Linked DNA regions of Triticum aestivum: region 2 is linked to region 1. Evidence: chromatin contacts called from public Hi-C data. All regions are on one chromosome and are shown on one strand. The core of a region is the stretch at or near the end of the contact, and the rest is flanking DNA. Distances in the headings are between cores, read along the strand shown.

Evidence for each region. A called contact is a pair of places that touch in the nucleus more often than the background predicts.
Region 2: a Hi-C map of leaf shows a contact between it and region 1, with 2.9 times the contacts expected there. The contact joins the promoter of LOC123182606 here to the promoter of LOC123182610 in region 1. A contact is called at or near these places in 2 of 5 Hi-C or Micro-C datasets (both in leaf).

The regions. Positions count from the first base shown.
Region 1 is chr1D:427,401,716-427,406,798 of IWGSC CS RefSeq v2.1, forward strand. LOC123182610 (formin-like protein 5) reads right to left here and starts at 2,197. Exons shown (of 2, transcript XM_044595244.1): 1 at 1,155-2,197; 2 at 429-1,077. The coding sequence starts at 2,162. The coding sequence ends at 721.
Region 2 is chr1D:427,090,174-427,095,256 of IWGSC CS RefSeq v2.1, forward strand. LOC123182606 (probable xyloglucan glycosyltransferase 7) reads left to right here and starts at 2,518. Exons shown (of 5, transcript XM_044595241.1): 1 at 2,518-3,594; 2 at 4,170-4,478; 3 at 4,594-4,884; 4 at 4,980-5,083. The coding sequence starts at 2,839.

The DNA of each region.
Region 1 (5,083 bases), core at 947-3,446:
CAGACGAAGCAAGAAACGTTAGCAAGCCCCAAGCAAAATGTTATTTTCTTGATCCAAAATAGGAAAAGTTGATTTCATTCAACAGATTCAGACAATACCGACTTAACGATGAAACACCCAGTCCCAGAGAAAACTTGTTACAAGTTATGGCTCAAAACATCATCACATGGATGGCCCAACTAATGGAGAAAAACGTATGCAGCACATGTAAGCAGCCTACTTAGGCACAACCAAACTGACCCCATGCGATAATTACCAAGCAGGCCAAAGGATAAAGCTACAACTTCAATCTGTCAAGGTCAAGAAGCGATCTAAAACTATTAATGACAACATCAGAACAAGGTGCAGTTGTGTAGGCGCGTTCATTGATAAGGAGATGAGCATGACGTACAGCTCACCTGAACACATGTTGTTTGACCAAGATCCCACAAGAACCATGACATAATTAGCGCAACAAAATGATCCACAAGTGCGACAAAATGATCCAGGCTAGATTCTCAATGTTCAAAACTACCAGTAGTACAATGCAGTAACAAATGTAACAGAGAGGCAATACAACAGTCTAAACATCGTAGTTGCGGCACAAACTCTACCATCTAGCAGGCTCCAATCTAATTTCAAGAAACATCGGTTCGGAAGAAGAACCATGGTAATGTAAGAGCAAGACAATCCCCATGATTCTAAACAAGAGGTAACATTACAAGATGCAAGACCGAGTTATCACATTTCCCCTCCAGTTCTCCTTGACTCCATGTGTACAGGCACTGGGGCTGCAAGCCCAGGCTTGCCATTGGCACTCTTCTTGCTGTTTGCAGCCTTCGTCTCAGCAGCCTCGGTAGAACTCGAGCTCTCAGAGCTCTCATCAGCCTCGGTGTTGTCCTCATTACCGCGGAAACCTACCTTCCTGTTCACAGTTGGGCGATTCATCCCATGACAACCTTCAGGATAATCGTCGAATGCGCCATCCATGCCCATCTCCTCCTGCTCTTTGAGGAGCACCTTGTCAACGAACTCCAGTATCCTGCCGAGCTCCCGGCTCACGGCGTGCTTCCCCTCCCGGATCATGGGGTCCCCTCCCTGGTCCGAAACCCACCATCAAAACCAGACACACCAATGGCATAACTGATGGAACCGAACAGAGGTCGTTGCATCACCTGGATCCCGTCGAGGCGGTAGAGCATGCCCAGGGCGGCCTCCGAGATAGCCATCGGGTCCTTGCACCGGCGGCGGCCGGAGCCGGAGAGGGACGCCCGGAGAGACGCGGCCTTGGAGCGGAGCATGGCGAGCTCCTTGAGCTGGCGCAGCGTGCGGGAGCGCCGCGCCAGGAAGCGCCGGAAGTGCTCCTGGATGGTGCGCGCCGCGAGCTCCCTCTCGGTCGGCGGCTGCGGCCCCCGGCGCGCGCGACGCGGCGGGGGCGAGGGCGAGCGCGAGCGCGGGCCCTCCTGGTGCGCGCCCGCGCGGTGGTGCCGGCGAGGGTTGGGCTGCTGGGGGTGCGGCGCGGGAGGGGAGGGGAAGCAGTGCGGCAAGGTCGTCTCGAGCGCGGCCACGCGGCGCAGGAGAGAGTGGAGCAGGAGCTGGCCGTGGTCGGGCGGGTTCGGCTGCTGGTGCTGATGCTGCGGCGGCGGCGGCGCAGGGGCGGCCGCGGGCGGCTGGGGATAGGCCGCGTGGGGGGCGGATCCCGGCTGCTGCTGGTGCTGGTACTGGTAAGCGTAGGAGGCGTAGAGATTCGCGTGGTGCGCGGCGGGATTCGGCGGCGGCTGAGGGTGGGGCTGGTGCTGCGGGTGGGGCTGGGGCGGCGGTTGGGCCTGGGGCGGCGTGGGAGGCGGGGGAGCGGAGCTTAGCAGGAGATGCGCGGCGATGGCGTGGAGGAGCTGGTCCGACGCGGGCGCCGGCTGGGGAGGCGGCGCGGGGTAGTAGCCGCACGGCGCCGGGGCGGGGGCCGGCGGGGAGCAGCCGCAGGCGCAGGCGCAGCAGGAGCAGCAGGGCGGCGGGGCCGGGTCGTGGTGGTGGTGGCGAGACATTTCCTGGGGGCGAGGGGCGATGGGATCGGCGCGGGGACGGAGTGCGGGCGGAGGCGGCGGGGGATCACATCGGCAAGGCGTCAAGGGAAAGGGAGCGGGGGAGGAAGTGTGCGCGAGTGGGAGTGGCGCCCCCGTCCCCATGTGCGTGCCCGCAGGGGGTGCCGGCCACGGCGTGGGTCGCCGACTGGTGGGGCGCGCTCTGACGTCGCCAGGGTTTATCCATAGATCTGCTCACAAGGCACGGAAATCAAGCAGCCCGTGGGTTTGCACGGGCTCGCACGAAGTGTGTTTGGTGAGGGTTTGGGGACTGGACTGTTCTGTTGTGCCACTGCCCAGTGCTGTCAGGTCGTGCCATTTCCGGCACATACCGATTCAGCCAATCCAACGGTCCAAGAGACTCCTCAAGCTACTTTCGTCGTCAACCGTTAGATTTACTTTCCGTTATTGTTACTATTCATGCTCCGCTGTTTACCGCGAGGCATCCACCTACTTAACAGCCGGGTTGTGGCTGAGCTGGGCATCGGATCTTCCAGAATTCCTCTTACAGCCTGTTTGGTAAACACTTAGGCAGAGGAATGGGAGTTTGCACAAGGGTGTTTATGAAGGGATTAGTCATGGGAAGTAGATTTTTACTCCCATTCCCTTGTTTGGTATATGATGGGAATTAGCGTGGGATAAAACTCTGCTCACGAATTAACAAGGTACCCCCGGGAAGAAATAGGTGGGAATTGGCTTCCTCAACTCCCATTCCCCTTCCTACTTAAACTCCCATTCCCTCTAATCAAACAGTGGACTTTTAATCTCCCCACCTCTCAACTCCCATTCCCCATCTCGAATTCCCCCGAACCAAACACGCTGTTAGGGATGAACCCTAAACGTATATGGCACAGCCGATGGTAATATAGCTCCCAAATCGGGGTCTCTTTCCTCGCAATTCTCTGAAATTCGTCCACACAAATCTCTACTCTGATCTCGTAGAACAACTAGGTCCTGACAAATTGGTAATCGGAGCAGTGGTTCCTCGGTAGCTTCTGATCGGATCAATTTTTTTCCAAGAGAGGCAAGAATACCCACCCAATTCCCTCCCTGTGTTGTGTGGTGATGGCGGGCGACGATTGAGGCGAGCGGTGGAGGCGTGCCTTCACTGCGACGTCAGGCGGCGGCGGATCCAGGGCGGCGCAGGAGGCGGTGTTCGTTCGGGTGCAGATCAGTAGCGCGGAGTGGTTGTGCTGGATCCCTTCCAGCAAGGTAAAATTCCACGTCCTTCGCTGATCCGTGTACCTTGGTGGCGTGGAGCTTTGGCGGCGGCAGGATCTGGAATTGAGATGCTGGTTGCCGCATCTGCGGTGGTAAAATTCCCCCTCTCTTCTCTGGATCAAGGTGATGGGGCGCTCGAAGGCAATTGATGAGGCCGAGTGGCAAGAGGTCCTCTCTCTTCGAGATGAATTTGGTGCGGTTCAACAGGAAAACGCAACGATGCGAACTGATGTGTCAAAATTACAGGAAGATGTTCAGTCAATTAGTTCCAAACAAGGCGAAATAGCTCTACAAGTTGGAGGAATTGAAAAAGTTGTGTTAGATCTGGGGAAACAATTGTCCACGATGAGTTCGGTCTTGCAGAAATTAGTGGCTCCATCTGGGTCAGGAACTAGAGCAGAGAAACAACCTGAGAAAGACCACCTAGCAGAACTGAACAGTTGAGGCAACAATTAGAAGCGGAAAAGGAAAAGACCAGACAACTGGAAGAGATACACATGCAGAAATTACCTCCAATCAGGACTGGCAGAACTACAGCACCACCTGGTTTTGGAGCTCATGCTAACTTGGAAACAGCAAGTGCTATGGGAACACCAGTAACACAAAGAAGGGGAGATCATACTCCTGCTTTCCAACAATATCAGCAACCAGCTAGAGACAGACAGTTGTGGCAGGATTACTTTAGAACCTATGAGCAGGATATGCAGGTTCAGTTCATGAAAGCAATGACAAAAGGTCCAAGGATGGATTTTCCTAGATTTTCTGGTGAAGATCCTGTTGGCTGGATTCGACAGTGCAACAAGTACTTCCAAATGGCAGGAGCACCTGAAGAATATAAGGTATCACTCTCTCAAATGTACATGACAGGAGATGCTGATGTATGGTTGAGGAGATCTGGCCTACTCAAGAAACAACTGTCATGGCAAGAATTTGGAAAAGAAATCATTAAGAGATTTTCTGCCCAAGGCTCTTATGACCTCACTGAACAATTCACTTCTCTGAAACAAGGAAGCAATTCAGTGTCAGAGTATACCAAGATGTTTGAAGATTTAATGGCTGAACTGCAGGAGGAAAATCCTACATTATCTGAACTCTGGTTTGTAAAGTGCTATGTTAATGGGATGAGAGATGGAATTAAGTACCAATTGAGACTTCTTAGACCCACTTCCCTAACTGATGCCTACTGTTTGGCAAAAGAGATTGAACCTTGTCACCCCCCTCCTGTGACACATATCAAGAAGTCAACAACTCCTTACAATAACTACTGGCAGAAAAATGTAGTGCCCACAGCAGGGAAACAGGTGATCAACACTGCAACAGCTCCAACAACTAGTAACACAAAGAACAATGAACATGTTAACAGTCATATTCAGAAAAGCAGGAAAGCAGGTGAATGTTGGAGGTGTGGAGATAAGTGGTTTCATGGCCACAAATGCACTTTAGTACCTAATGTGCACATGTTACAGCAAGAAATGGAAGAAACTGGTCCATATGAAACTGACATTGATCAACAGGAAGTAGTAGAGGAAGGAACAGAACAGCAAGAGCAAGCAATGTTTATCTCTGCACATGCTATGGGCCAGTAGCTTGTTGTACAATCTCCTACAGTAATAGTGTATGTCAATGGAAAAAGAGCAGTAGCACTACTGGATTCAGGCAGTTCAACTTCTTTTATCAGTGAACAGTTTGCTATTAAATCAAACTGTCAATTGCTCCTTGTCAGACCTAGAACGGTATCAGTAGCTAGAGGAGGTCTGCTGCTTTCTGCTGCTGTAGTTCCCAATTGTGCTTTTCAACTAGCCAAG
Region 2 (5,083 bases), core at 1,268-3,767, 310 kb before region 1:
AGGAATATGTATTTGACATGAAGAAAGCAGTAGCAATAAACCGAACGATCATTATGCTAAGCTAACGGATGGGTCTTGTCCATCACATCATTCTCCTAATGACGTGATCCCGTTATCAAATGACAACACATGTCTATGGTTAGGAAACCTTAACCATCTTTGATCAACGAGCTAGTCTAGTAGAGGCTTGCTAGGGACACGGTATTTGTTTATGTATTCACACATGTATTTAAGTTTCCGATCAATACAATTCTAGCATCAATAATAAACCTTTATCATGAATAAGGAAATATAAAATATCGACTTTATTGTTGCCTCTAGGGCATATTTCCTTCGTGCGGGAGTCTGGACTGATCCCAAGCCCGCTTCTGACTGCCATGGCCCACCAACCCCCCTCCCGCTTATTTTCGGTCAGCGCCGCTCCAGAGCGTCAGCACCCGCATTCATGCCCGGCCAGAGCGGACGTGACCGCTCACTGGAGCCGGCACTGAAGCGGCACGCCGGCCGAGAGAGCGCCGCCCGTCTGTCCGTCTGCATTGATGGCATGCGGTTGCCGAGGCGTCTCCTCTGGCGCCACCCGTCTGTCCCTCTGCCACCCGCCGGTGCTATATAAACTGTTGCCCCGGTGCCCCGGCCATAGCCAAAGTCATCTCTCTCCGCACCACTCCCCACCATGGATCCCTTCGCGGCCAAAGTTCTCTAGGGTGGGCTAACGTCGGAATAGAATAAGGCCATGGCCGCCATTGCTGCCGACTGGCAGGCCGGCAGGCGGCTGGAGGATGCCTCTGACGATGACGTGCAAATGGAGGACACCTCCGACGACGAGCCAGCACCACCCTCCTCTCCTCTGCGGCACCCTCCTCCTCCGCTCCACCCTTGCCGGTGCATTGCACCACGACCATTGGTGAGGCCCGTGCCCATTATATGGACATGGTGCGGGAGGAACAGTTCTAGGAGGCGCAGGCCGACACCAACTGCAACCACAACCTCCTCCAGGAGCATCTGCAAGCGGAGGAATAGGTCGCCGCCGGCAGGGCGGTCGCGCCGGACGCAGACCTGGCGAAGCAGGTGGCGCTGCTCGAGTCGTACCGCTTCGCGCACGGATCCGCCTCGCCCGCTGGCGGTACCGGCAGTGGGTGGCGGAGAAGGCGGCCGCCGGCAAGGAGTGCGACGACGACGCGGGCGAGACATTGTTCGGCGACACCGACGACGAGGAGTTCGCACCCTCGCGCCACAACCACGAAGAAGCCGGCACGTCCGTGGGCGTCGCCGACAGTGAGGAAGAGTAGTGCACGGTAGGTCGCCGCCGCTTGTGCCCCAGGAAGGCCGTCGCTCCTCCCCTCCCGTCGACACCAAGCTTGGTGGGATCACCATCTTCGGCCGATTAGTCGCTTGGCGGCGATGTGGAGGCGAACAACTTCAGTTCCCGGGGCTCCGGAGGAGGAGGTTACTGAGGCGGAGCTGGAGAGTGCCGAGTCGGAAGTGGAGTTGGTGAAGCTTCAGTTCTCGGGGCTGATGGCCAGACACGGGGAACGGGTGCCGCCGTGCCGGCGACCATTTAGATTAGGTATTAACTATATCTTTAGAGTCAGACTAGCATCCCTTTGATGTAAATATAATGAAATCCGTAATGTTTATATAGAATCCGGCCTTATTTGCACGAATTTCATTCGGTTTATCGAAAAAGAGTTTGAAATATATACTACTAGCATTGGATGTCGTCCTCCCGCATCCGTATCCTCGGACTGGTTCCTGTCCGCGGACAGACGTGGAAGGATTTTTACGGGTTGCCATTTGAGATACCCTGACCCACCGTTTCCTGCCAGTTTGCACGTACCTCCAGCACTCCCCGTGTTAAAATGCTGCAGACAGAACCGTGTCAATCTTCTCCACGTTTGTGTGCCTATTTGTCTGTTTAGTTGCAGATGCTAATCCTGTCCCCGGTATTCAGAGATTCGGCTGATCACTTTCCCTTTTGTTGTTTACCACGGATTACGTTTGTTAATAGAATCGCGGCTCAGTTTGTCCCCATCTCCAGCCAAGTGGCGCAGATCTAATCTGATCCCGGCCTTTTTTGCCCTTTCCCCCAATATTTTTGGCCCATAATCCGCCCCCATGCACCCCGAATTTCCCACCTTGGACCCTGACCGCTCGGCCGTTTTGACCGGCGCGGCAGCGGCATGCAGCACGTAGTAGCAAGCTGCCGGCCAGAGCGCGCGCCGGCTGCCGTGGCACCGACAGGCGACAGCCCAGGCCGCAGCCCAACCGCACGCAACGAATACACCGACGTGCGCCGAACTCCTTCGCCTCGCCACGCACCGCGCCCACGCACGTTGATCTCATCTCGCCAGAAGCAGCGCCGAAGCGTCCGTCCAAACCCGGCACCGGCTCCGCTGCTCGTTTCGGTTCACCACGGCCGGGCGGGCGGGTCGGTCGTGTGCGCGCCTGTGCGCGTCTCGGGGCGCCAAAGAAGCGTTTTTTATTCCGCCGGGTCGGGCGGTAGGAGGGGTCGACGCGGCGGTGGCGAGGCTACAAATAAACAAAGCGGGGGAGGGGGAGCTCGTATCGTATCCTGGAGCGCGAGAGCGAGCGACGTGGTGAGCTGTTCTTCCCCCCTCCCCTCTTCGTGGCCTGCTAGTCTGCGTGCTCTGGCGGGTGCGTCCGTCCGTCCTCCAGGGGGGCTATTAAGGGCGTCCAGCTGATGTCCTCTATGAGCGGGTAAAGCGGCGCCGAGGAGGAGCAGGAAGAAGCGCCATTCTTCGTGGGCTGCCTGGGAGAGTTCTTGGCTGCTGCTGCTGCTGTCGTTTGTCTGAGGTCGGAGGTTGACCAAGGGTGGCAATGGCGCCGTCGTTCTGGGGGAGGGAGGCGAGGCTGAGCGACGGGGGCGGCGGGACGCCGGTGGTGGTCAAGATGGAGAACCCCAACTGGTCGATTTCGGAGATGGAGCAGGAGGCGGTGCCGGGGTCGCCGGCGGGGCTGGCGGCCGGCAAGGCCGGGCGCGGCAAGAACGCGCGCCAGATCACCTGGGTGCTGCTCCTCAAGGCGCACCGCGCGGCGGGGCGCCTCACGGGGGCGGCCTCCGCGGCGCTCGCCGTCGCCGCCGCCGCGCGCCGGCGGGTGGCGGCCGGACGGACGGACGGGGACGCCGCGCCCGGGGAGAGCACGGCCCTGCGCGCGCGCTTCTACGGCTGCCTCAGGCTCTTCGTTGTGCTCTCCATGCTGCTGCTCGCCGTCGAGGTGGCCGCCTACCTCCAGGGCTGGCACCTCCAGATGCCCGAGATGCCCGAGATGCCGGGCCAGCTCGCCATGGACGGCCTCCTCGCCGTCGACGGGCTCGCCGCCTCCGCCTACGCCGGCTGGATGCGCGTCCGCCTCCAGTACATCGCGCCGCCGCTGCAGTTCCTCACCAACTCCTGCGTCGTGCTCTTCATGATCCAGAGCGTCGACCGCCTCGTCCTCTGCCTCGGCTGCCTCTGGATCAAGCTCCGGGGCATCAAGCCCGTGCCCATCGCCGCCGACAAGGACGACGTCGAGGCCGGCGACGAGGACTTCCCCATGGTCCTCGTGCAGATGCCCATGTGCAACGAGCGAGAGGTAAGCTCCAATCATCATCTGCTTCTTGCTTCCCAATCGATCTTGAGCTGCAATTGGAGCTTCAGTATTCGACTAGGACAGCCTAAATTCCAGGTAGAGTGGGGGAAGATGCTACCGTCTGGGGATTCGGGTTAAGCGTAGACTGCATTTTGTTCGGATCTTTGTCCTGACTTCTCCAACCACAACTCTGATGCTCTCTGACGTTGATGTGTTCGTACTTCATATGAATCTCATACCAACAACAAACTCCGTGATTTGCTTTACAAAAGGCCGAATTTGGTTTGCGGTTGGGATTCATATCATCTCTACTTTCTTTAAGGCACACTTATTAATCCAAATCTCGGACTAGAACTTTGTCGTCACCGGTCACCAGATAATAATTGAGGAGGCATGTGATTGGAGATCAAGGTGACAAGCTATGGCGCACTACTTAATTTGGGAAGTGGCTAAGAAAAGATACTAAAATTTTCAATCAACTACTAGTACACTTCTTTTGGGAAAATCTTATAGGTAATTTGTTGTTGTAAAAAGTTGTAGTCCGGTTCAATAAACTTATTTCATTTGGATGTCTGCAGGTCTACCAGCAATCCATTGGCGCAATTTGCGCTCTCGACTGGCCAAGGTCAAATTTCTTGGTGCAGGTGCTGGACGACTCCGATGATGCTACCACCTCGGCGCTCATCAAGGAGGAGGTTGAGAAATGGCAGCGGGAGGGCGTGCGCATAGTATACAGGCACCGGGTGATCCGGGACGGATACAAGGCTGGAAACCTCAAATCAGCAATGAACTGCAGCTATGTGAAAGACTATGAATACGTTGTCATCTTCGATGCCGATTTCCAGCCACAGGCGGATTTCCTGAAGCGCGCCATGCCCCATTTCAAGGTTTGACTCGACTGAGCAATTCTTACTGATGTGGTTGTATTGCTGCTTCATTTATCTGACATTCAATCCTATCAGTTATGTTTTTGTCCTGACAAATTCGATGTGCAACCTACAGGGGAAGGACGATGTTGGGTTGGTTCAGGCAAGATGGTCTTTCGTGAACAACGATGAGAACCTGTTGACTAGATTACAGAACATAAACCTGTGCTTCCACTTCGAGGTGGAGCAGCAAGTGAATGGAGCGTTTCTCAACTTCTTCGGGTTCAATGGGACTGCTGGAGTGTGGAGAATCAAGGCTCTTGAGGACTCCGGTGGCTGGATGGAGAGGACAACGGTGGAGGACATGGACATTGCTGTCCGAGCACATCTCAAGGGGTGGAAGTTCCTCTACCTGAATGATGTTGAGGTACTGGCACAAGTTTCCCTATGACTTATGCAGAGTTTACCTTTGCATAGAGATTAAAGAGTCATAAAATTTAACTTTTGTAACTTTCCTTTCAGTGCCAATGTGAGTTGCCAGAATCATATGAAGCATACAGAAAGCAGCAGCACAGGTGGCACTCAGGCCCCATGCAGCTGTTTAGACTCTGCTTTGTGGACATTAT